Linked DNA regions of Mus musculus: region 1 is linked to region 2. Evidence: chromatin contacts called from public ChIA-PET data. All regions are on one chromosome and are shown on one strand. The core of a region is the stretch at or near the end of the contact, and the rest is flanking DNA. Distances in the headings are between cores, read along the strand shown. Region 1 holds the start of Timm8b (translocase of inner mitochondrial membrane 8B). Region 2 holds the start of Pou2af1 (POU domain, class 2, associating factor 1).

Region 1 (4,490 bases), core at 360-2,859, 610 kb before region 2:
GCCTGAGCTCGTTCTAGTCTTGCTTCTGTTAAGTGTGGCCTAAGCCATCTGCCACTTCCCAACTGTTCAGCTGTGGAACTGTTTTTCATACACCTCATGTCTGTTCCAACTAGTCATGATCGAATAACTCCACGCAGCTAATTCAAGTAATAACCAATAGCCAGCCAGGTAGTTCCCTCTATAAATCACCAAATCCTACTGACACAGCTCCTTAACACTTCCTGAGACTGCCTTCTTCTCCCTTTCCCTTCCAAGCTCAGGACTTCACCTGCCTGGCTGCCGCAGCGTGCTTATCTCATCTATCTCATCTCCATGACTTGGGTCGGAACCTCCTCTATCTCCACCAAGGTCATCCATCTACTACACTGTTACTAACCTAAGTCTAGGCTGAGGCTGAGGCTTGTATAGTCTGGCAACAGGGCACACGCTCAGCAAGCATGAGATGCTGGGCTCAAAAGGGAAAGATTGTGAGGGCAGGTGGTGCACCCCAGCTACTCTGGAGGCTGAGACAGGACAAGTTCCAGGGCAGCCTAAGCAACAACAGTAACAGCAAAAATAAACCAAGATTGTAAACCTATCAAACCTTTCGATCTTACTCCCAACCTGGGCAACAGAGAGACTGTATTTTCAAAAGAGAATAAAGTAAGTCCTGTGGCTTAGTTCCATTTTGCCTTTCTAGATTACACTTTGACTTTCACAGATATTACTGTATTTGTTCCATTTTATCGCACCCTGTGCATCTTTATAGCCCCTCACTTTGGTTTTTGCTGCTCTCGGTTACTATAGGATGTAATTCCCTGCAGAGCCAAGGCAGGTTAGTCCTTTCAAAGCAAGTACCCCAAACGTTCTCTGCACTCAATAATGTCTACATAACACAACAGGTTTTGCTTTACTTTGCCTGTAGCCCCCACACAAGAAGTTCTTCGAGGGTTGAAACTGTTTAATTCGTGTTTATATACTAGCCTCTTAGGCGCCTGGTATAGGTAAAATGCCTGGTTAAAATGATTATCGAAGCCCTGAGTGAGGGTGCACGGTTTTTATGGCAGCCCTCGGGAGCAGTCACGGGGCTCCCGGCAAGCTCTAGGTTAGTCTTGTCTACATGGCTAGATCGAGGAAGACAGCACTACACAGCAAGCCACTCAGAACAAATTATCAAACGGACTCCTTCCATCCACACTCAAATAGGAGTTTGTTTTCATATTAGCCCGGGGTCACAACCACAGTGCAGAAGCGGAAAGTACGAGCTGGGGACACCAGCCAGCACGTAAACACTTGGGCCTTTAGGCTATAGCGGTCAACGTTGCGTCCGCATAGGTGGTGCCTCGAGGGCACAAGAGCAAGTTCCCTCCTCTCAAGACGTCCCACCACCCAGCGGGCGAGCTCTAACTCCTTCCTCTCCCCTGCTTCAGCCTGCAGCAAGAACCTTTGATGGCCAAGACACCTCACCTCGAGCTCCTTGGCCACTGCAGAGAACGCCCAGCTTTAAGAGAACCGCCATGTCGCTTTCGAGGGCTCAAGGTCACTCTACAACCCGGAAACAGTTATGTAGTAAGTCCCGCCCCGCGTAAAAGAACGGTGAGGCAACCTGAAGCGTGAACCGGAAGGCAGGAGACGGTGCGCTGCCACCGCGCGTGCGCACCCCAGCGAAGCGCCTGACTCCGACAATGGCCGAGCTTGGTGAAGCGGACGAAGCGGAGTTACAACGCCTGGTGGCCGCCGAACAGCAGAAGGCGCAATTCACTGCGCAGGTACGAGGATGAGGAAGGAACAGGGGAAGGAGGGTGAGGCGCAGATCCCGGGCACTCACGGAGCTCTGGACACTGCGGCACAGCGGCCCCACTCGATCCGGGCTGCGCCTCCCGCCCCAGTGATCTACAGTGCTCAGTGCCCGGGAGGCAAGCGCTGCGTGGGAGGAAAGGGTTCGAAAACAGCGGAAAGGTTTGGGCCACAGGAGCATGCGGTTATTAGCTGGTCGCTGGTCGGGAATGGCACTCGGAATCTCTGGGTTCCGACCTTGGAGCACAGGTGCCTGGAGACAAGACACCCGTCCTCACCATGAGATCTGGGTTCGTTGTTGCCCGCTGCCTCTGCATTGGATAATGTGATGATGTATTTGTAAATGGTGATCATTATTAGAGAAAGATGAGCCCTGCAGCTATCAGTGTTGACTCATTTGGTGTGGGACAGCGTATTTCCTACTAGGGTTTTAACCGTTCAATCAAGATAACCTTGGAAGTACTGATAGCTATCAAGAACCGACAGGTTAATGTCCTGACTTCCTCTGATTTAATAGTACTGCTAGTTGCTTTGAGAATTGTGAAAGTATGAATCGTTGGTTTGAAGACAGGGTTTCTCTGTTAGCCTGGCTGTCTTGCAACTCCCTCTGTAGACCAGGCTGGCCTTAACTCTGAGATCCACCTGCCTCTGACTCCCAAGTGCTGGGATTAAAGACCTGCCCCATCATCTCTCTGCAAAAGAATGAGTTCTAATGAGAATTTACTGATCTGGGGCTGTTACTGGTGACAAAGTAAAGAAAGAGTAGTCCTGAAGTGATCCTACAATATGCTATTAAATATCACAGAATGATGAACTAAGATATCTCATACCCTAATGACTAAAAAAGGTTTTTCTCTGCCCTTAGGTGCATCACTTCATGGAACTATGTTGGGATAAGTGTGTGGAGAAGCCAGGAAGTCGGCTAGACTCCCGCACTGAAAACTGCCTCTCTAGCTGTGTGGATCGCTTCATTGACACTACTCTTGCCATCACCGGTCGGTTTGCCCAGATCGTACAGAAAGGAGGGCAGTAGGCCATACCTTAGAATGACAGAAGACCAAAAGACTTGTTACCAAGCAGATTGAATGGCCAGTGGTGAAAGACCTGCCAACCTGTCAGGTTAGCGTCAGGCAGTTACAAAGTCTGTTGGTGTTAAAAAGTAACAGAGCAAATGTTCAAAAGTGAAATTTTATTTATGGGAATTCAGTAATTCCAACTTGTATCACACCAGTTAATAAATGTGAAGTCTCCAATTCTTGTTCTTCTAAATCCCAATTTAGGATTCAACATAATCATCTCTCAGGAACACTAATACATGTTCCAGAGCTGATCGTGGAAATGGGAGAGACAGGTTTTCAAAAGTAGTCCTAAACCACTGTTAAGGGGATTAGAGGAACCATCAAAGCCTTAGCCTAAGGCATGGATTAGAACAGAAACAATTTTATTGCTTATGTGACCAAGAAAAGATAGAACAGTGCGGGGTGGTGGGGCAGGGGTGTTAAATCAGGCAAAATGTGCTTTCCCTGGAGAAAAGATATGTCTGTTGTATGGGAGGAAGGTAAGGTCAAAACTCAAACTTGGAAGTGCCTTATTCTGCAGGACAATCTTCCCGAGTCTGTGCTTAGAATCAGTACATTTGTAGCACAAAACTGCATTAAGAATGCATGCCCAAAACTACTTCCAACAAAGATATCACTTGCTTCTAGAAGGTTATGAGGTAGTAACTAGACTCTCCCTCCACTAGACCCAAGGAAAAGAATATATCATGGAATATTGGCATTTGAGTACTAAAATCATTAGTGTTTCAGTACCCCAAAAGGCTCATGGAATATTGGCATTTGAGTACTAAAATCATTAGTGTTTCAGTACCCCAAAAGGCGGCACCTGCTCATAATCAAGGGATAGGGCACATCTGGCCAACCATATATTTTAAGAACAAGCATTTTATTAGAAATATGTTCCATAAAGAGCACAAATTTAGTTATTACTATAAAATGCCACTTCATGGGATGTCAGCATTATCATATTCTATTGCTGGTGTATGTCATGCTAACCATGAAGTATCTTTGTATTACACATGCAAAGAGTAAGGCCAGGGAGGTTAACCTGCTCTAGAACTCAATCAATTAGTGGCAGAACCATGGCCCACAGTCTTGAGTTTTCATGCATTCGCTCAGTACCAAAGTGACAACCTCAAAAACAAAAACCCTGATAAATGTCACTTTATCTTTCCTCTTAATGAAAAGCCAACTGTTCTACCAGCCACTTTCCAGTGGTATTTTGGTTTCTTTTAATATCAGGATCACAGTATATAGCAGGGGGAAATAATATGTTCTTGATAATCAAAACACAAAGTCAGACTGGGAAGTGGGTATGTCCCTGAGAAGTGTGTTTCATTTTGGAATTGATTCAACTGGTTTCAGGGAAAATCTAAAATCCATTAATAGAATTAGAAATGAACAAGGAAAACAACAGGACTGGGGGTATGGCTCAATGGTAGAGCACTTGCCTAGTATATGCAAGGCCTTCGGTTCAATCCCCAACTCAGCAAAAATAATAATAATAATAATAATAATAATAAAATTTTTTTAAAAAACAGACATTTAGATGGCTGATGCCCTGAATCTCTTTGAAAGCATCATGGCAACATAACTACTTCCTAATTCTTTCCATTTGATAGATAGGACAACCAAACAATTTCAAATACAAGCCCA
Region 2 (4,617 bases), core at 1,295-3,794:
GTGTGTGACAGACATCCTCTAGTGTTTCCTGTGACATCCTCCCAGGAGCACTTTCCGTTCAAATACTTCCTCCAAGAGCAATGCTCATGTGGGGCTTTGTAGGCCCTGTGATATTTTTGTTATACTACAATATTTGAATGACAGTTGGGCTTGCTTTAAAGCGACAGGTTCAGGGTGCAGGAGACGTCAGTTCCTACCAATGCTCTGCTGCTCACTGGCTGTGTTCCCTTAATACATGACAGGTTCATGTTAATATTTTACAAATATTTCCTCGCTGTCTGAATCTATAATATCACTGTGAGGCAGAACACTGCCACAGCAAGTCGCTATTTTGATTGCTTTGTGGAGCTCATTATGCTGGGTCTGTGGCGAGACAAATAAAAAAATAAATCTTAATTCATGGTGTTAGAATAAGACAACCAAAATGTGAGCAATGCTATAGGAAGGGCCTCTGTTTCTCCTGAGGACTCTGCGACATCTGGAGAACCAGTTCATTTCATAAACTCAGAAACCGAGATGAGAATAGTTGCATGGAATATTTGAGGGAACACAGCCAGTGATCGGGAGAGCACTGGTGGGAACTCACACCCCCTGCAGGCAAGCCAGTCCCGGTGGGAGGACACTTCCCAGTAAAGCCCGAGGCTCTGTGACACTGCCACCTGCTCTGCTAGTCCAGGTTGTGGTATGTCGTCCCTGCAGCAGGTCAGCAAGTCCCTTCCTTCATCATGGTGATCTAGGATGGTTTGGAGTGAGGGCTGATAATCTATCTAGGAGTGAGGCTTCTCTGTTGGATTATTGTGTTGTGTGACCAGTGTTTCTCCTCAAGACCTCTCCTCAAGCAGACCATCTATTAGAGGTGTAATTTATAACTTGATTAGGTGAAGTTTTACTGGGGGTTTAGCATACTCTCTGTCTTACATAGGCACAAAGATAAAGCCTCCATGAGGTGCCTACAGCGTCATGTGGCAGTTACACATGATGTAAACAACGGGCATAATGCCCTAGGAACAGAGAGAAGGGGACTGATCATTTCTAGGCCAGGAAGTTCAGGGGGTGAGTCACAAAATTGTTTTGCCTGCCATGGCGTTATTGGTAGGACCTTGATGAAAGAAATGGGGTTGGGTTTCTCTTCAGATGGGGAAGACAGGGAGAGAGTACCAGCAGGTGAGGCCAATAAGTTAAAAAAAAAAAACGTCCGGGCGTGGTGGCACATGCCTTTAATCCCAGCACTCGGGAGGCAGAGACAGGTGGATTTCTGAGTTCGAGGCCAGCCTGGTCTACAGAGTGAGTTCCAGGACAGCCAGGGCTACACAGAGAAACCCTGTTTCGGAACCAAAAAAAAAAAAAAAAAAAAAAAAAGAGCTTGCAACTGGCTCACTGTGAAAGGCTTTAGTGTCTCAGCTCTGTGGCTAAAGGGTGGTACTGGAGTGTGAACCTCAGGCTTACCCATTCCAGTCAAGTGCTACCTTACTGAGCTGTAGTCCTTTAGGGCAAGGCTTTTAACACTGGAGAATGAAGGATCAGACCCAGAATGCATTAGATCACTCTGAGGCACCATGGAAGGCAAACCAGCAAGGACTCTGGACTACCCCGGGGGTATAACCATATGATCTTGACCTGAGAGTAACTGGGTCACTGGAATGGAGCCTATGAGTCTGTTTCAGACACACAGTGGCAGAATGTAGCCCCATACTGTATGTACTGCGGATGGGGAATCCATTACTCTTTCTTTGAGAGGCTTTCCATTAGCCGTGTTGGGGTCCTAGGATTATGATAAGCTGGTACTCCTAAATCCATTAAGTCACCTTTGGGAAATCAGCTTCAGTTAAGAAGCCTGAGTGTCTCTGTTTCTTCTTTGAGCGAGTCGGTTCCCCCTTTCTGTGTACATAACCAACCGTCTGAAACAGGGACCCCTATATTTAAACAATATTACATGCCGCCATTTTGCCAGGGACTGGGGCCAGGGGAGGAGCCGTTACATTTTAAAGTGGAATAAACAGAAAAGCAACACCGAGAACGAGGAGGCTGGTTAGTGAGGCTTGAAGAGAGGGCAGGTGTTTCCTCCCATGGTGAGAATAGTGACCCCTGGGAATCGCATTTCCCGTCGAGCTGGGACCAATGGTAAGGTCAGTCCTGTAAATGGCCTGATAGTGTGGAACTGTATGTGAGTGCCAGAGAAAGCTCGGTGTTGTCTGTATTATCCTTTGGACCCCTCATCGCTCAAGGAGCGCTGATCCTTGACCTCATGGTCCACCCTTTTGCGTTCATACAGACTCTCATGCTCCTCCTATGTGGCATAACACCGTGGCTGTGTGCAAATGGCCTTGGCCTCCTGTGCTGTATGGTGGTTAGTCCCAATTGGCTGGCCCTGTGTCTCAAGCACTCTCCAGCCAGTGGGGGCCTTGGGGGTGCACACAGTGGGTTGACAGGCGGTGTTGCTGAAGAAAAAAAAGTACAGCTCTGCCTGAGGTAGGAGGATGTGATGACGTGGCCCCTCTCAGCGGGAACTCGGGCCTTTAAAAAGCTGAAGAAACAGCCTCAGAGTAAACGGTGGTTCCACGGGAGGAAAGCACGCCCAGTCACATTAAAGAAGCCAAACTGTCTGCTTCAAAGAGAAAAGGCAACATCCTGTCACAAGCCATGCTCTGGCAAAAATGTAAGTGCTTTGCTTGTGGCTGTCAGAGCCAAGTAAGCAGAGGCAGGGTCCAGGAATAGAGAGCTACTGTTGGTGATGGGAGCACCCAGTCTCGTCAGGGCCTCGGGGGCATGGAGGGCTGAGGTGGGTGAGATGGAGCCTGTTGGAGATGATGCTCATTTTCCAACCTGGGGGAATGAACCAGTGTCCCAAGGTGGGGACAGCTCATTGCATCTCCGATTCTGTGCATGAATCACTGAGGTGACAGAAGGGCAGATTATGATTCATGAGACGGAAACCACATATGATATGGGTTAGGAGCCGTTCTTCACGTGAGGACCTTTCCTTTCATGGACCCCAGTTCTGCAGGTTGTTATTGAGTTTTGTTGGCCCACTTCTAGCTGAATTCTGCCAGAGTTGGTTCCCTCCTGTAGATGTGTAGGGATGGGGTGGAAACTCAGTCTTATGAAACCTCTCTCTCTCTCTCTCTCTCTCTCTCTCTCTCTCTCTCCTCTTTTCACTTTCTTCCTTATTCTGTGGCAATGGTTGGTTTTGTGTTCCACTGCAAAAAAAAAACTGTTTATCTTTGACCTTGATTTTTAATCCCTGGACTTGAATGGAACAAACCATGAACTGTATTTTCCATTCTGTGGATTGAAAAAAATCTTGTGTTATCGATAACGGAGGCTATATAGACATTCTTTACAACATTCCTTTCACGAGGCAAATAAAGTCAACTCAAGAGTCTTGCAAAAGGGGAACCTTATTAAGGCTCAGGACTGTACTTCCTCAAGCAAAGAGCTATAATTTCCCTATCTTTCTTTGTAAGATGTTTAATTCCATAAAACATCTTTTATTGGTTTAGGCATAGCATTCCTCAATCAAATTTATGTGATAATCCAGATTAGAAGAAAAAGAAATCGTGGTTTTACTTATAAAAAGTAATCTGACAATAGTGTTCCATTGATTAGAGTGTGACATAGTCCCCTTATCACCCACCTATTCCCAAATTCTTTGAAATTGACTCTTTTCATCTGTGACTCAGAGAAGCAATCCCAACGTGCCTCAGTTTACTAACCCCATTGTTGATATGGGCAAGACTTTTTTGTTTAAATAAAAATAAATGAACTTTGATTTGGACTTGAGATTTCTGACCACAGATTCTAGTTTGGGTAGCTTAGAACTCATCCAAAAAGGTGACCAGAGCAAAACCTTATCTTTCTGGAAGCGGAGTGGCAGCCAACACCATTGTAAATACTATGAGATTGTAGGAACATGGATTTTAATGTCCTTCAAAGTGCCAATATGCCCTCTTGCTTCAAGTGAAATCACTTGAGTTTTGTGTGAGCTGCTTTTAGTTTTTAAACTCTTAGAGTTTGCATATTTAGAATGGAGTGAAAAGTAATCCCACCATGTATAACTGCTCTTAATAAGTTGACGGGGCGGCCAGAATTCTGCCGGGTGCTCTGCCCTGGTGTTAGCCCTGAGGTATGGGCTGTTTGCCTGTATGAAAAAGCCCCCATAGCATCTCATTGTTACATAATCCATTTTCTCTCCTCCAGTGCCTCTTAAGGGATGAACAGATTTTCTTTTGGAGAGTTGTTAGAGGTCTTGCTTCTTGCTCATAAACTCTCTTAAACTGTCTTTTGGGGGCTTGAAGGAAAACAAGAGCAGGCCTTGTGCAACAGACCTATCCCTTTACCCTGGTCATATGGCTGACTAAGACTTGTGGGAAGTGAGTGAAGTCTAGGCAGTGCCAGCGCAGGCGGGGAGGGCAGGGTTTGAAATCAGACACTGGGAGTGCTGAAAAGGCACTTTCTTTTTTTCAGAAAACGCCCTTCAGGCTTGAGCTAAAATGACTGTACCCAGGGCGTTGGAGAGAGTTAAGAAAACAATCATATTGCCCCTGTTGCCTCCTGCCTGCTTGGCCTCTGACTCCTGTTAGTGGACTCATGGGGGAACACAGGCTTTGGTTAAGATGG

Evidence for each region. ChIA-PET counts read pairs in DNA pulled down with a chosen protein or histone mark.
Region 1: a contact with region 2 is called in an RNA polymerase II ChIA-PET map of memory CD8 T cells, with 11 read pairs. The contact joins the promoter of Timm8b here to the promoter of Pou2af1 in region 2. A contact is called at or near these places in 1 of 39 promoter capture datasets (pre-B cells), 1 of 115 datasets of contacts at active chromatin or transcription factors (memory CD8 T cells) and 1 of 9 other capture datasets (adipose tissue).

The regions. Positions count from the first base shown.
Region 1 is chr9:50,602,292-50,606,781 of GRCm38.p6, forward strand. Timm8b (translocase of inner mitochondrial membrane 8B) reads left to right here and starts at 1,610. Exons shown (of 2, transcript NM_013897.2): 1 at 1,610-1,748; 2 at 2,642-3,029. The coding sequence starts at 1,665. The coding sequence ends at 2,809. Sdhd (succinate dehydrogenase complex, subunit D, integral membrane protein) reads right to left here and starts at 1,558. Exons shown (of 4, transcript NM_025848.3): 1 at 1,447-1,558. The coding sequence starts at 1,498. Nkapd1 (NKAP domain containing 1) reads right to left here. Exons shown (of 6, transcript NM_212449.2): 6 at 2,949-4,490.
Region 2 is chr9:51,211,146-51,215,762 of GRCm38.p6, forward strand. It overlaps Pou2af1 (POU domain, class 2, associating factor 1), which reads left to right and starts at 2,545. Exons shown (of 5, transcript NM_011136.2): 1 at 2,545-2,656. The coding sequence starts at 2,641.